Linked DNA regions of Mus musculus: region 2 is linked to region 1. A link is a contact called in public HiChIP or PLAC-seq data. All regions are on one chromosome and are shown on one strand. Each heading gives the region's core, a stretch centred on a gene start, on an enhancer-like site or on the middle of the called end of the contact. The rest is flanking DNA. Distances are from core to core; before and after follow the strand shown.

Region 1 (6,029 bases), core at 1,997-4,496:
CCATTTGCTGGGAGTGCTCACCTCTCACTGTCTACTCCCCATACCAGAACCCAGCTCGGCACACTGACTACTTCCTCAGGAGCACTCCATGCCACTGTGGCCATACCGACCACATCTCAGTCCAGCTGGTCCCACGGCTGATGACACTAGCCCATGATGCAGCTCATCTGAGAATGTGAGCTCCTAGGTAAGAGAGGATTGGAAACATTGGAATCATGGATGGGAACACCCTCAGCCCACGAGCCAGTCTCCATAGATCAGGACCCTTTGAACTTCAAGAATCTCAATTTGAACCTCTTGATTGCTGTGGTGGCTTGAATACACTTGGCCCAGGTAGTGGCAGTATTAGGAGATGTGGCCTTGTTGGAGCGGGTGTGGCTTTGTTAGAGGAAGTGAGTCACTGTAGTGGTGGGATTTGAGACCTTCCTCCTAACCATGTGGAAGCCAGTCTTCACCTAATGGCCTTCAGATGAGGATGTAGAACTCTCACCTCCTCCTGCACCATGTCTGCTGGATGCTGCCATGTTCCTGCCTTGATGATAATGAACTGAGCCTCTGAACCTATAAGCCAGCCCCGATTAAATATTGTCCTTATAAGAGTTGTCTTGATCATGGTGTTTGTTCACAGCAGTAAAACCTTAAGACAATTGCAAAGGTGTTTGGATCTGTCAAGAGTATGAACAGAGCTGCCTCTTTGATTATTCTTTCTTCCCCTTCTTCCCCCATCTTATTTCTACCTTTTTTTTTTTGACAAAGAGTTTCATTTGTTCCTGGTGCCAAAACTTCCTTTACAAAGATGAAGAAGGTGGCATCCCCCTTATGTAGACTAGACAGGCCTTGAACTTCCACTGCTCCTAGCTTTGCACTGAGCACTGGGTGACAAGCATGTATCTCCACACCAGCTTGGAAGTGTATTTTCTCTAGTACTGTGGGGCCAAAGTTCAGGGAGGATTCATTTAGCATCATTGGCCACAGATCTTCCTAAGCCAATTACTGCGGGCTGAGGAATAGGGTCACATGGCCACAGCAGGATCAGCCCCACATCAGAACTGCAGGAAGGCCACGAAACAGTGGTGTACTGCTAAAGGACAAGAAAGAAGGAGAAGAAAAGAGCCATTACCAGAGGACCCTCCTGACACCTGAGCCTGACCTGGGGCTGTCATCTCTGGTGGCTTGTGAGCCCTGTTCTGGTTGACATTGCAGACTGAGAACTCCCCAATCAAAGCAACTTTGGTTGTTGGGCTCCTGTGTTCTGGGTACTGCTGTGGAACTCGTTCAGTCTCATGACAGCCCTTAAGGTGAGTGTAATTATGGTCTCTTTCTGTGGATGAGAAAAATGAGGAACATAGGAAGGGTAATTCATGTCTTCAAAGTTCCCAGATAAGAGTTTGAGGAGCCAAGATTCAAGTCCCAGGAGACATTGTCAGTACCTGAGCCTCCCCACTGCACAGTACTGACAGCAGGGACTGCTTGATCAGGCCTGTGTACAGGCAGCCGAGCGGTGGCAGTCTGCCTCCCCATGTGGTTACAACCTTCAACCTGAAGTACCCCTCCCCTCACAAACACACACACACACACAGAGAGAGAAAGAGAGACAGAGAGAGAGAGAGAGAGAGAGAGAGAGAGAGAGAGAGAGAGAGAGAGAGAGAGAGAGAGAGAGAAACAGCCCAGAGCCCTGGCAAACTGGCTAGGACAACTGGCTCTGTCCTCTGCCCCAAGGTAAGACACCCGATACAAATCCAGCCCTCTCCCCTGAGCTGACCTCAGCTCCTCTGTCACCTGGGGTCCTCTACTTCTCAGCACCTCAGCTCCTCACTCAGTCACTGATGAAGCATCTGAAGAGTTGGATCATGAGAAAGAGGCAATGGGCCTATGATCAGGGTGCCTTGCAAAATGGCAGGTGGGGGAGGGGGCCAGATCCCTCCATCTACCTCTCCCACTGGATACAGACTTTACACAAAGCTCGGAATCCCAGCATCCGCATCCTTCAGTGCATCTCTTACTTGTCCCTGAGCAGCTGTGTGACCTTGATGAGCCCTTTCCCAGCCAGAGCCTCTAAGTATCCATGCTACAGCCCTGTGGGGGAGGCAATCCTGGGATCAAGTGTTCCTCACCAACTTTCAGGCCAGCGGTGCCCTGACAAGGATGCTCAGGGGCCGGTCCTGTCCACCTGACTTCCCCAGGAGGTCCTCATCCTGTCCGGTTTTATCTCTCCTTCCTGCCGATCCATCAAAACTTAGCTTTCTGGTCCCCTCAAGTCCTGCCATGTTGGCTCTAAGACATTACTGTATCAGAGGCTGGAGAGAGAGTTCAGCAGTTAAAAGCACAGGCTGCTCTTGCCGAGGACCTGGACTTAATTCTTAGCTTCCACAAGGTGGCTCAAAACCATAGTAACTCCAACCCCAGGGGATTGACACCCCTACTGGTCTCTTCCAGGTACTGCATGTAGATGGTGTACAGACATATACACAGGCAAAACATCTATACATGTTAAATGAGTGAATAAATAAATAAAATTTTAAAACAAAGCAACAAAACAAACAAACAACAAGAACACTGCATAACCCAGATAGACAGCAAGTAACTAAAACTAATGGCTTTTCTCTCTTTCTCCCCCTTCCCAAGAACAAGAGAGAAGGCTGGGGTTGCAGGACTAACAGTTCTGCCCAGGGAACTCTATACAAGGGCCTTGAAACCTTAAAGGCAGCAGAAACTGAGACATCCACATTGGGCTCACCTGTGACAGGGTATTGGCAGTCCCCAGGGAGCACGTGGGCCCCTTATGTGGCAGAGTGGCACAAGGCACATTATTCCTAGCCTGCATCCAATGTCAGTCACGTTGCCTGGTACCCCACCCTGTTCCCGAAAACCAAAGGCGCCCCTTCCAGAGAAAAAAGAAGACAGCCTCTTCATTAATAGCGCTGGCGGCAAGGTAAGGCCGGCCGCCCGCCCCAAGCCCGCGCCCCTAATTATGCCACGCGCCTTTCATCCCCACGCACACACGCGGAAAGTTTATTGTTGTATTTCGGCCTTTCTTCAGTCTCCTCTGCCTTTCATGCGAGGGAAGGGTGCTGAGGGGTCAAAGCTTCCTCCCCCGGCGCCTCTCCCTGCTTCAGTCCTTTAGAAAAACACCCAAAGCCATAATTTGTCTTAGAATTTCTTTTGAAACAGCTACAAGAAAGACTAACGACTGCTCTTTTCCCTCTGTTTCTGATTCCAGCCATCCCTTTATCTGGCTTTCATTAGAGCCTGGGCCGCGCCTCTTTTGTGGGAGAGACTTGAGGGAGCCGAGGCAGTTTCCCGCCGCTGTGATGTTGCTAAAGATTAAAAAGGAGCTTTGAAGCTGCACCAGCGCTGCCTGCGCCCCCTCGGAACAGGACCTCAGAAAGACCCGCGCCATCTGGCAAACCTGACATAAAGACAAAATAAAGTGATTGAAACAGTCTCTTCAAAGCCACAATGGCAGATTTGTTGATTTGGGCGTTATCTTTCATGCGAGGCCCTCAGAAGTCACCAGAACACCTAGATAACCTCAGGCAGGCCTGACTGGAGTGGATAGAGCCTTCCAGGCTGAAGCTTGCCGAGAGAGAGGACTGGCTGGAACTGGTGGGGGCTGAGAGACGGACTGATGGCCACCGGAGGTGGCTTTGGGTCACTCAACAATTGAATGTAGAGGGTTCAATCACTGGGACTCTGCCTCACCTGTGTGTTCCCGTGTTCCCTCAGGAAGAGCACCGGATGCTGGTGGAAGTAGAGCCCCCGTGGGAAGCTGATACGGGGATGCATGTGGAGAGGGCAAGAGATGGAAAGGCCTTACCCTGGTTGCAGCTGACAGCCTGTTAGTGGTGCCATGACACTGTTGTCAGTGACAATCCTGGCTGGGCAGGTGCTTCCAGGCTAGGTCCCACCAGACAATCTCAGCCAACTGAGCCCAGCAAGTTACTACTGACCTCTAATAACACCCACCATGGCTGGAATTTGGCTCACTGTGTGCGTGAGCCTGGGCTCCTTCATTGGAGAAACTGCTGTCATGATCGGACCCTTACATTCTGTTAGGTGGCAGTGTTGAGCCTACAGCTCCCAGTCTTGAACCAAGAATGTTCTGTTGAGCTAATGGGGTGGCTTATACCTGTGAGCCCAGTGCTTCAGGGGTGGAGTTAGAAGAATCAATGGTTCAAGGTCCCTCCCAACTACACAGCAATCTTGGACTACAAAAGACCGGCTCTCAAAAAAAAAAACAAAAAACAAAAAACAAAAAACAACAACAACAACAAAAAGCAAATGAACAAACTGCCTTGGACAGCAGTCTGGAGAGGGCAACACAAACACCAACTGAATAGACTGAGCTTCAGCCCAAGGGCTTAGGGTGACACCCCACATCCCCACCACCCATGCAACTTCTCCTAGTAAGAAGATGCACGGGCTGGAATGGGAAGAAAAGAATGGTAAGGGGGCTCAGCAAGCACTATTAAGGGGCTCAAGTGGAGTGTGGGGAGCAGAACAGCTGGCCCTCCATTCCCGCCACCTGACCACCGTGACTAGTTCAGCTTCGTCTCCACACAAGGCACCCAATTCAACCCCTGCCTTTATTTTAAGGCCTTGCTAACCAAACGCGTGCACAACTTAGAAGGTAGGATGGCTGGAGGCCTCCAACCCTTCCTCCTAATCCCCTTAAACCCGGGGTTCCAATCGGGCTGACGAACCGGATAAGAAATGAATTGCAGTCTGCCGCGTTTCGGCAAAATTGCCAATTCGTGAAATTTGACCACTGCTCCACCTCCAAGGATCTACTGAAGCCCTACTGTGCACATCCACACAAACAAAAGTGATGCCAAGCTGTCCTCAAATTCCAGGCACAGAAAAGACACCCAGAGTTCATCAGCGGGAGGCGTGACAAGCCACTTCTGCTTTCAGGGCAGGGGCAAGGGTCCTATCACACACATGGGCCCTCCAGACAACTTGCCTGCCCCGGACAAATGTACTGCCAGTATCAGCCCTCCCCACTGCCTTGTCTATTTCAGAGGAAGCGCTCATCCCAGGTGGCCCACACCACCCTTCCTTCCTCTCAGAACACAGCTGGCTTGGCATGGGGTGTCGGGAGGGGCTCACAACAGATTTCCTGGCCTGAGATTAGGGTTCTATCTGTTTCCTCCCAGAGTGAGAGGAGAGTCTTCTCCCCTGAGGGGGCTGCAGGGCTGAGTGCACAGGCAGAGGCGGCTCCCAGCCCACCAGTTCCTGCGGGGAACCTTCCAACTCTGTCATTCACCCTCCTTTACTGGTTTCCACACCTTCATTGTCTGATAGACTTCTAGTCATCCTTTAAAACCCATCACTGATGATTCTCCTCTGAAGCCCTTCTGAACCTCCGTTGCCCGTGGCTCACATGTCACATCTCCATCTCTCTTGGGTGCCTCTGAAATAAAGACTATAATATCTTGTTCAGAAAAAGTATGCATGCCTGAAGTCATAAAGGCTTAGACCAGATGCCAGCTTCCCTATCCATCAGCTGTGACATTTGGGCAGGTCACTTTGCCCCTCTGATCCTCATTTGTGAGTGGAAAAAAAAATGTATCCTCCCGGCTTGTTTTGGAGATTCAGTAAGGTAATGTGGGTCAGGGGGATGACACAGTGGGCAAAGACCTCGCAGAGGACCTGGGATCAGTTCCCACCAACTCACATTGTGGCTTATAACTGCCTATCAACTCTGGTTACAGAAGATTGAATGCCCTTTTCTTCAGCAGGCTTCAGTAGGCACTGGGTACCCAGATATACATGTAGATAAAACATTCATACATGTCAATAAAATAAAGTAGTGTATGTGGAAAAAAGCCTTCAATGGTAACTAACACATAGTAGGTCTCAAGGGATATTAACTCCACTCCTTCCTTGATAGAATGTGAATCCCTTAACAACAGGGCCAGGTGCAGTGACGATTTTGGAAGTTTGGTTTAAAAAAAAAAACCACAGAAGTATTATAAGAATATGTTTTCATTTTAATCCCAGGTGTGGGATATGGGGCTGCTTCAGAC
Region 2 (6,029 bases), core at 1,475-3,974, 140 kb before region 1:
TAGCATGAAGCAAAAGCTGCCTGGCACTTTAGGGGGAAGAGGTGGGGGGAGAGAAGTGAGAGAGAAGGGGGAGAGAGAGGAGAGAGGAGAGAGAGAGAGACAGAGCCTAAATAAATGTCATTCTGCAGGAATACTTTATGGAAATAAACAGGCTGAAAAAAAAAACAAAACAAAACTTGATTAATGGAAATCCTCGTTCGGCCTGTGTTGAGCTGCAAATGCATTTGTTCACGTGTCTAAATTGGATTGTTTTCATTGGTCCTTAAATAAATAAGTACATCACAAACTGAGAATGGTGGGGGAGGAAAAGTTTGCGGTCCTGCTGAAAGGCTCCAATGCAGTCCCCCCACCCCCACCTCAGACCAGTTTTGACCTTTCTACTAGGATAGCAGCTCCAGTCCCAGTCAGCAGCAAACTGGAAGGCCAGGAAGAGGAAGCCTGAGCCATGGAGTGGAAGGAGAGAAGTATCCAGAGAGAGAAGACATTTAACACACATGCACAGACAAACACACATGCCCCCTCCCTGCAATCATGCTGCCAGGTGCCAACACACACACACAGACTCTCACACACACTCACACACACACTCACACAGACTCTCACACACATTCACACACACATACATACTCACACACACACACTCACACATGCATACACACGCCACCTGTCTACAATAGTGCTGCCAGGTGCAATACACACATACTAACACACATGCATACACACATACACCCCTGTACACACACATACACACACACATCTGAAGACTCTACCACCCTCACCCAAAGAACAAGACCAAAGAACTAGCCAGACCTGAGGCTCAGTCTTTTCCCCCTCTAAGTTAAAAAAAAAAAAAAATTAAATGTCACATCAAAAAGTTGATTCATCCTTTGATCCTCAGCTTGCAAGAGTTCCACGCAGACCATCTGAAAGCCTCGTGCGGAGTTCTGGAGCTCACAGGACATCTGTGAACACCAGTCCCAGGCCAGGCGCAGGGGCTGGAGTCACTCACTCCCCCAACCCACTTGCTCCCACAGAACACCTCTAGCCTCAAGAACCCCCTGGGTGAAGAAAGAGGGTGCACCCAGACCACACTACAGAGAAGCCCCCTCCCTCTCAGGGCCACACTAAGGGGGCAGCCAGGTCTCAGTGCCTCCAAACTCTACACTCAGATGGCAGATGGCACTGATGAATGCCACAGACACAGTTGGAGGTAGCCACAGATCCTGGGCCAGCAGAGCCCTGCCCTCTACCCAGACACTCCTGTCTGCCTTTAGTCTTAACCCCTCCCTGTGGAAAAGCTGGCCACAAAAGCAAAGTAGAGGAGCCCCCCCAGCCCCCGACACACACACAGAAACACAGCATAGTTTCCCCACCCCACTGGACCTGTATCATCGCCTCCCTGGCACTTCCTCCCCAAGCAACCCTCTGTGCCCAGCTGGGCAGGAGACTGGTGCCCACTTGATCGACAAGGGTCCTCCAAAGCATAGGGCACAAGTAGGGCTAGTGGGGCACACAGTGGCTGAGAAGGGATTTTTGGACTTAGAACAATGTGCAAGCGGGATGCTAAAAGTTGGAGTAGGGGGAGATCCTCAGACTCTCCCCAAGGCTAAAAGGGGTGAAAGGATGGAACGGAGTGGGGGGCCATACCCGAGTGCCTCGACCAACAGTGCCTGCCAATCTCAGCTGACGGGGTCCTGAGACGCTGCCTGGACAGCGCTGCCTCCCGATCCACTCCTCGATGCCTTTCCTTGCCCAAGCAGCGCTTACAGCAAAGCTGTCACCTGAGGCGGGAAGAACACGAAGACATTGAGTCTGGGCCCCCCCGGCTGGCAAAAAGTTACCAGAGAGTGAAGGGAAGGAGACAAGGCGGCACAGCCCGGAGAGTAAAGACTTGGCAAGAGGGTCAAGCACCAGACGGAGCAGAATCCAAAAGAGCGAAATAGCCAAGGAAGGGGGCTCGGCGAGATCCTAAGTGCTAGGAGGATTCAGAGGGTGAAAGGGAGGAGGCAATATACCCTGACTGAAGGAGTTCGGGGATCAGAGAGGAAGGAGCGCGGGAGGCAGGGATTGCGAAGGAGAGAGATGAGGGTCAGCAGAGAGGGTGCAGTGAGACCAGAGACCAAGTTCTCCGGAGTAGGGGCTGGCGACTAGAGGAAGGCGCAAGATCTTGGGGAGCTGAAGGGAAGACGCCGCCGCCAAAGTGGAGGGGGTTAGGGTCAGCAGTGGGAGCACCGGGCTGTGGGGAACGGGTAGGAGGGACAGAGGGGCCCCAAAGAGCGCTCCCGGGGCGGGGCTGGGGGCTGAGGCAACCCTGGTAATGAGATCCAGCGGCAGGGCGGTCCGCGCCGCCTCCCTCGCGCCCCCCGGGCTGGTGGCCCGCACGCCTACCTTCCGGGCTCTCCCTGCGCTTGCACACGGCGGCTGCGGGCACATCGCGCGCGGCGGCGGCGGCGGGAGCCGGAAAGAAAGGAGAGGGAGAGTTAGCACCGGCGAGAGGACGCGGGGCCGCGGCCGGCGCGCAGGCGAGGACACTGACCCGGCTTCGAGTGAAGTTTCCCCATGCTGGGGCGCGGCGGCGGAGCGTCCTAAGCCATGCGTCCGGCCGCCGACCCCGCGCCAGCCTCGCTCGCCTCCTCCTCACAGTCCGCGCGCCGAGCGCAGCCTTAGGCGGCGCCGGGACGCGCTCCTGCCGCCGTCGCCGCGGCCGGACTGACGCCCGGGCGCGCCGAGCCCCCTGCCCGCCGCCGCGGCCCCGCGCCTCCCTGAGCGCCCATTGGCCGGCAGCGGCCCATCAAAGGCGAGGCGGACGCGGCGGGGCGGGTAGAGGCGGGGCCTGCGGGTAGGGGCTGGCCGATGGGCGGGACCACAGAGGGCGTGGCCTGTGGGCGGGGAGGGGTGGAGCCTCGATGGGGAGGGGCTTTGGGTGTGCTGGGCCCCAAGCCCCCCGTGCGAACCTCGGGGCCTGAGTCGGGACCGGGCGGAGGCTTTGGCCGCTGGGTGGTGGAACAGCGCTGCCCTCGCTGGTGACACTGAGACTTCCCTCTTCTCTGCATTTCCTCGAAGCTGCCAGAGTGGGACTGGATGGCTCGAGTTCACAGGTGGGGAAACTGAGGTTATAACTGGCGACCTCAGATGCCCTAGCATACGTGTCTACTGCTCTCCCATGGTGCTGTCCCTTCCCAGACTTACAGTGCTCAATCCCTGTTTTCAGCTGCCTGCCCTTTTCTTTGACTACTCTGGGTTTTGGGTTTGTTTGATTTTGTTTTTTGGGTTTTTCTTTTTTTTTTTTTTTTCCCATTTGGGAGTCCAGTAGAAATCAACTGGACACCTTGCTGGCTAGAGGGAGTTCAGGCCCACTCCTGTTAACAACAAGTGTACAGGAACCCCGAGCTGTCCCCTTGTCACTCGCAACTCTTCTTCGCCCATGGGCTCCTGAGTGCCCAACTGGGATCGGGGCGAGCTGCCAAGCTATGAGGCCAGGAGCGGTGAACCGCCGGATCTTTGATCTTTCTTAGTTTCCGTTTCCCCCTTCCCCCCTGCAGTTCTGCAGACCCCAAGGGCCTGTTTGTTTTGTCTGGGGAGGTCTCTGCAAAGGGGAAGGCGACTTAAAGGCTTCCACTATATACCTTTGTGGTCCTTAGAAGGACGTTCTCTGCTGTCCCCGCGCTAAGCTTATCCTGGTATCTGAGCCTGGGCATGGGAAAGAACCAGTTCTGCTCTTAGAGCTAGACTCACTGCTTCAGCCTCAGTTTTATGATCTGTACAATGGAGACTTAGTTCTCCTCATTTTTTTAAAACCTGCTCCCCTGTGCTGCGATACTCAATATAAACAGGTGACCTACAGTGGTTGGTCGTTTTTAGACTTACAAGTAAGCACTTTGTGGGAAGGGATCTGGGAGTCAATCCCAGAGCACTGCTTTGACAAGCCGGTGCTAGGCAAGCAAACACTGTGATTGAGCTATGTCCTGAGCCCTAGGCGCTACAATTTTTAAAAAGTTAAACAGGTGTGTCATCCAGATGGCTCAGCTGCTAAAGTTGCTTGCCACCAAGCCTGAGGATCTGAGTTCCATCCCCAGAGACCACATGGTGAAAGGAATGGCCAACCTGCTACAAAATTATCCCCTACACACACACCTCCACCAAAAAAAAAAAAAAAAAAAGTAAGTTTCACATTAAAAGTAAAGGGCAAAGTTGGTTTGACTCAAGATAGCAAAAATCACATCAATACTTAGTAAGATGTCACGTTCTTTGTTTTCCACTGTCTTTAAGGTCTGGTGTGCATATTACACTTGAAACACATCTCAAACAGAAGAGCCACACTGCAAGAGACCTTGGCATGTGGCTGGTGGCTGCTGTGCTGTGAAGTACGACTCTGAGCACCTCCTTGTCTCAGAGGACAAGGGAACCCGGAGCTGTGTGACCCTCTGAAATTCTTCATCCCTCTTCTTGCTTATATACCCTGTCTGGAGGAAATAAAAGCTAATCTAAGCACACCCCTAAATCTCATGTGGCATGCCTTTATCCAAGTATGGCTGGGACCTCACAAAACAGCAAAATAATACTGTTTCTTTGTTTGTTTTGAGTCAAGGACCTTCTACCAGGTTAGCCTGGAACTCACCACGTAGGCCAGGCTGATCTTGGAATCGAAGCGATGTTAGTGCTTTAGCCTCCCTGCAGACTGGGATTGTAGGTGTGAGCCACCACACTTGGACTGTTGTCAGCTGTGTATGCCACATCTTTAGTGCCTGTTGGATTTCTGTGCCCTCAATGAAGGCTTTTGTACTTGTAGAAAGGACAGATCCTGCTAGGTAGCCTCAGAGAAGTAGGGTTACCTGCCCAAGGAGTTACCCATCATGCAGCTGATTCATGATCTAGTTGAGAACCAAGTTGCTTTGCTGACGTGCATTTCACTACCCCAGGTTTCCAGCACATTCCAAGCATAACATCTGGAAAGAAAGAATAAGTGCCAGCTGTGTGGTAGGCATTGTTCTAGCACTTCAGTGAACAAGTGGAACAGTACCACATGCACAAACCTGCTCCCCCCACCCCCCACGCCCCCATCCCCCACCCCCCACCCCCGCCATGACCTGGGTGGAAGAGAGACGAAAAACAGTGCCCATGATGAAACCCAAGAGGACAGAAGGCAGCTTACATCCAGGAAAGGGTTAGTATTGTCCAAGACACCAGGCAAGCTGCTAAACACCGACTGTACCCAGGACACCCCCAGAATCACATGGCCCAGATGTCTAGGGTGTAGTGGTAAAGCATGCGAACTGTGTGGGAATGGAAGAGAAGACCCTGAGACTAGACGAGAGTGGCCGAGGTCACAGGTCCCGAGCTGACAGGGAACATCCCGCAGAGTGTCTGCTATAGAAGTGGAGTTCCTGTGGGGTCCCTGCTTGTCTTTCTCACCCACACCCACACCAGTGCCAGGGGCTTCGAAATCAAAGCAAAACCCTTTCTCACAGAGCTTAGAACGTTGGTTACTTCCTTAAACCTGTCATGGCTTTCTTCTTTCATGAGAAAACAGTATCCCCTCTGCCCCTTGGGAATGTCTCTTTGCAGTTCAAAAAGAGATAAAAGCAAAGACTAAAACTCTGTAGTTACCAGCTTGAGTCTTAGGGGAAGTAAATCCCAAACGGCTGGCCAGACACAGAGGCCCCACCAGGCGCCTGGGACTTTGCCACTGTCGGACCCTCACGGCTTCTACAAACACACACCTCTGACCCTGGCATGAGAAGCCAGAGAGTGGGCCGGGTGGGGACTGGATCACCTGTCCAGGATTCAGAGGACGAACTCCCTAGCAGCCACCAGGGCACCATCCAGCTAGAGTGGCTCTTTGCCCTCTGCGGGCTCCCCACCCCATCGCTTGCTGTCTTTTTCTGTTTTAATAATTTATCTGGCCCATTTTCTTGGGCTGTATACTTACAGTGACACATCGCTTTCTTTGAAGCTTTCCCATCCTTTGGGGGAGGAGAGCAGGAGAGGAAGGCCATGAAGAGATAAGACAGAGAGGTTAGACCCACCGC

What was found. HiChIP or PLAC-seq counts read pairs in DNA pulled down with a chosen protein or histone mark.
Region 2: an H3K4me3 HiChIP or PLAC-seq map of craniofacial prominence shows a contact between it and region 1, with 2.8 times the contacts expected there. The contact joins the promoter of Nkd1 here to the enhancer-like site in region 1. A contact is called at or near these places in 20 of 39 promoter capture datasets (the 3T3-L1 cell line, 3T3-L1-derived adipocytes, the C10 cell line and 13 more), 22 of 484 Hi-C or Micro-C datasets (3T3-L1-derived adipocytes, LSK cells, Sertoli cells and 16 more), 17 of 115 datasets of contacts at active chromatin or transcription factors (the 230-238 cell line, T-cell acute lymphoblastic leukemia, VIP interneurons and 11 more) and 2 of 9 other capture datasets (adipose tissue and liver).

The regions. Positions count from the first base shown.
Region 1 is chr8:88,379,743-88,385,771 of GRCm38.p6, reverse strand. It overlaps Gm34751 (a long non-coding RNA gene), which reads left to right. Exons shown (of 4, transcript XR_879055.3): 2 at 1-187; 3 at 1,204-1,298; 4 at 3,221-4,182. Among named protein-coding and RNA genes, the nearest start is that of Gm34751, 6.2 kb to the left of the region's middle. Within about 2 kb of position 3,246, at least 24 of the 459 cell types and tissues checked have an H3K27ac peak or open chromatin away from gene starts, as enhancers often do. A contact at or near this core is called in T-cell acute lymphoblastic leukemia and craniofacial prominence, where this site is marked.
Region 2 is chr8:88,518,039-88,524,067 of GRCm38.p6, reverse strand. Nkd1 (naked cuticle 1) reads right to left here and starts at 2,724. Exons shown (of 10, transcript NM_027280.3): 1 at 2,537-2,724; 2 at 2,389-2,421; 3 at 1,648-1,781. The coding sequence starts at 2,561. Gm35162 (predicted gene, 35162) reads left to right here and starts at 2,947. Exons shown (of 2, transcript NR_168470.1): 1 at 2,947-3,098; 2 at 4,270-4,497. It overlaps Gm35076 (a long non-coding RNA gene), which reads right to left. Exons shown (of 5, transcript XR_879058.3): 4 at 5,930-5,963; 5 at 4,523-4,946.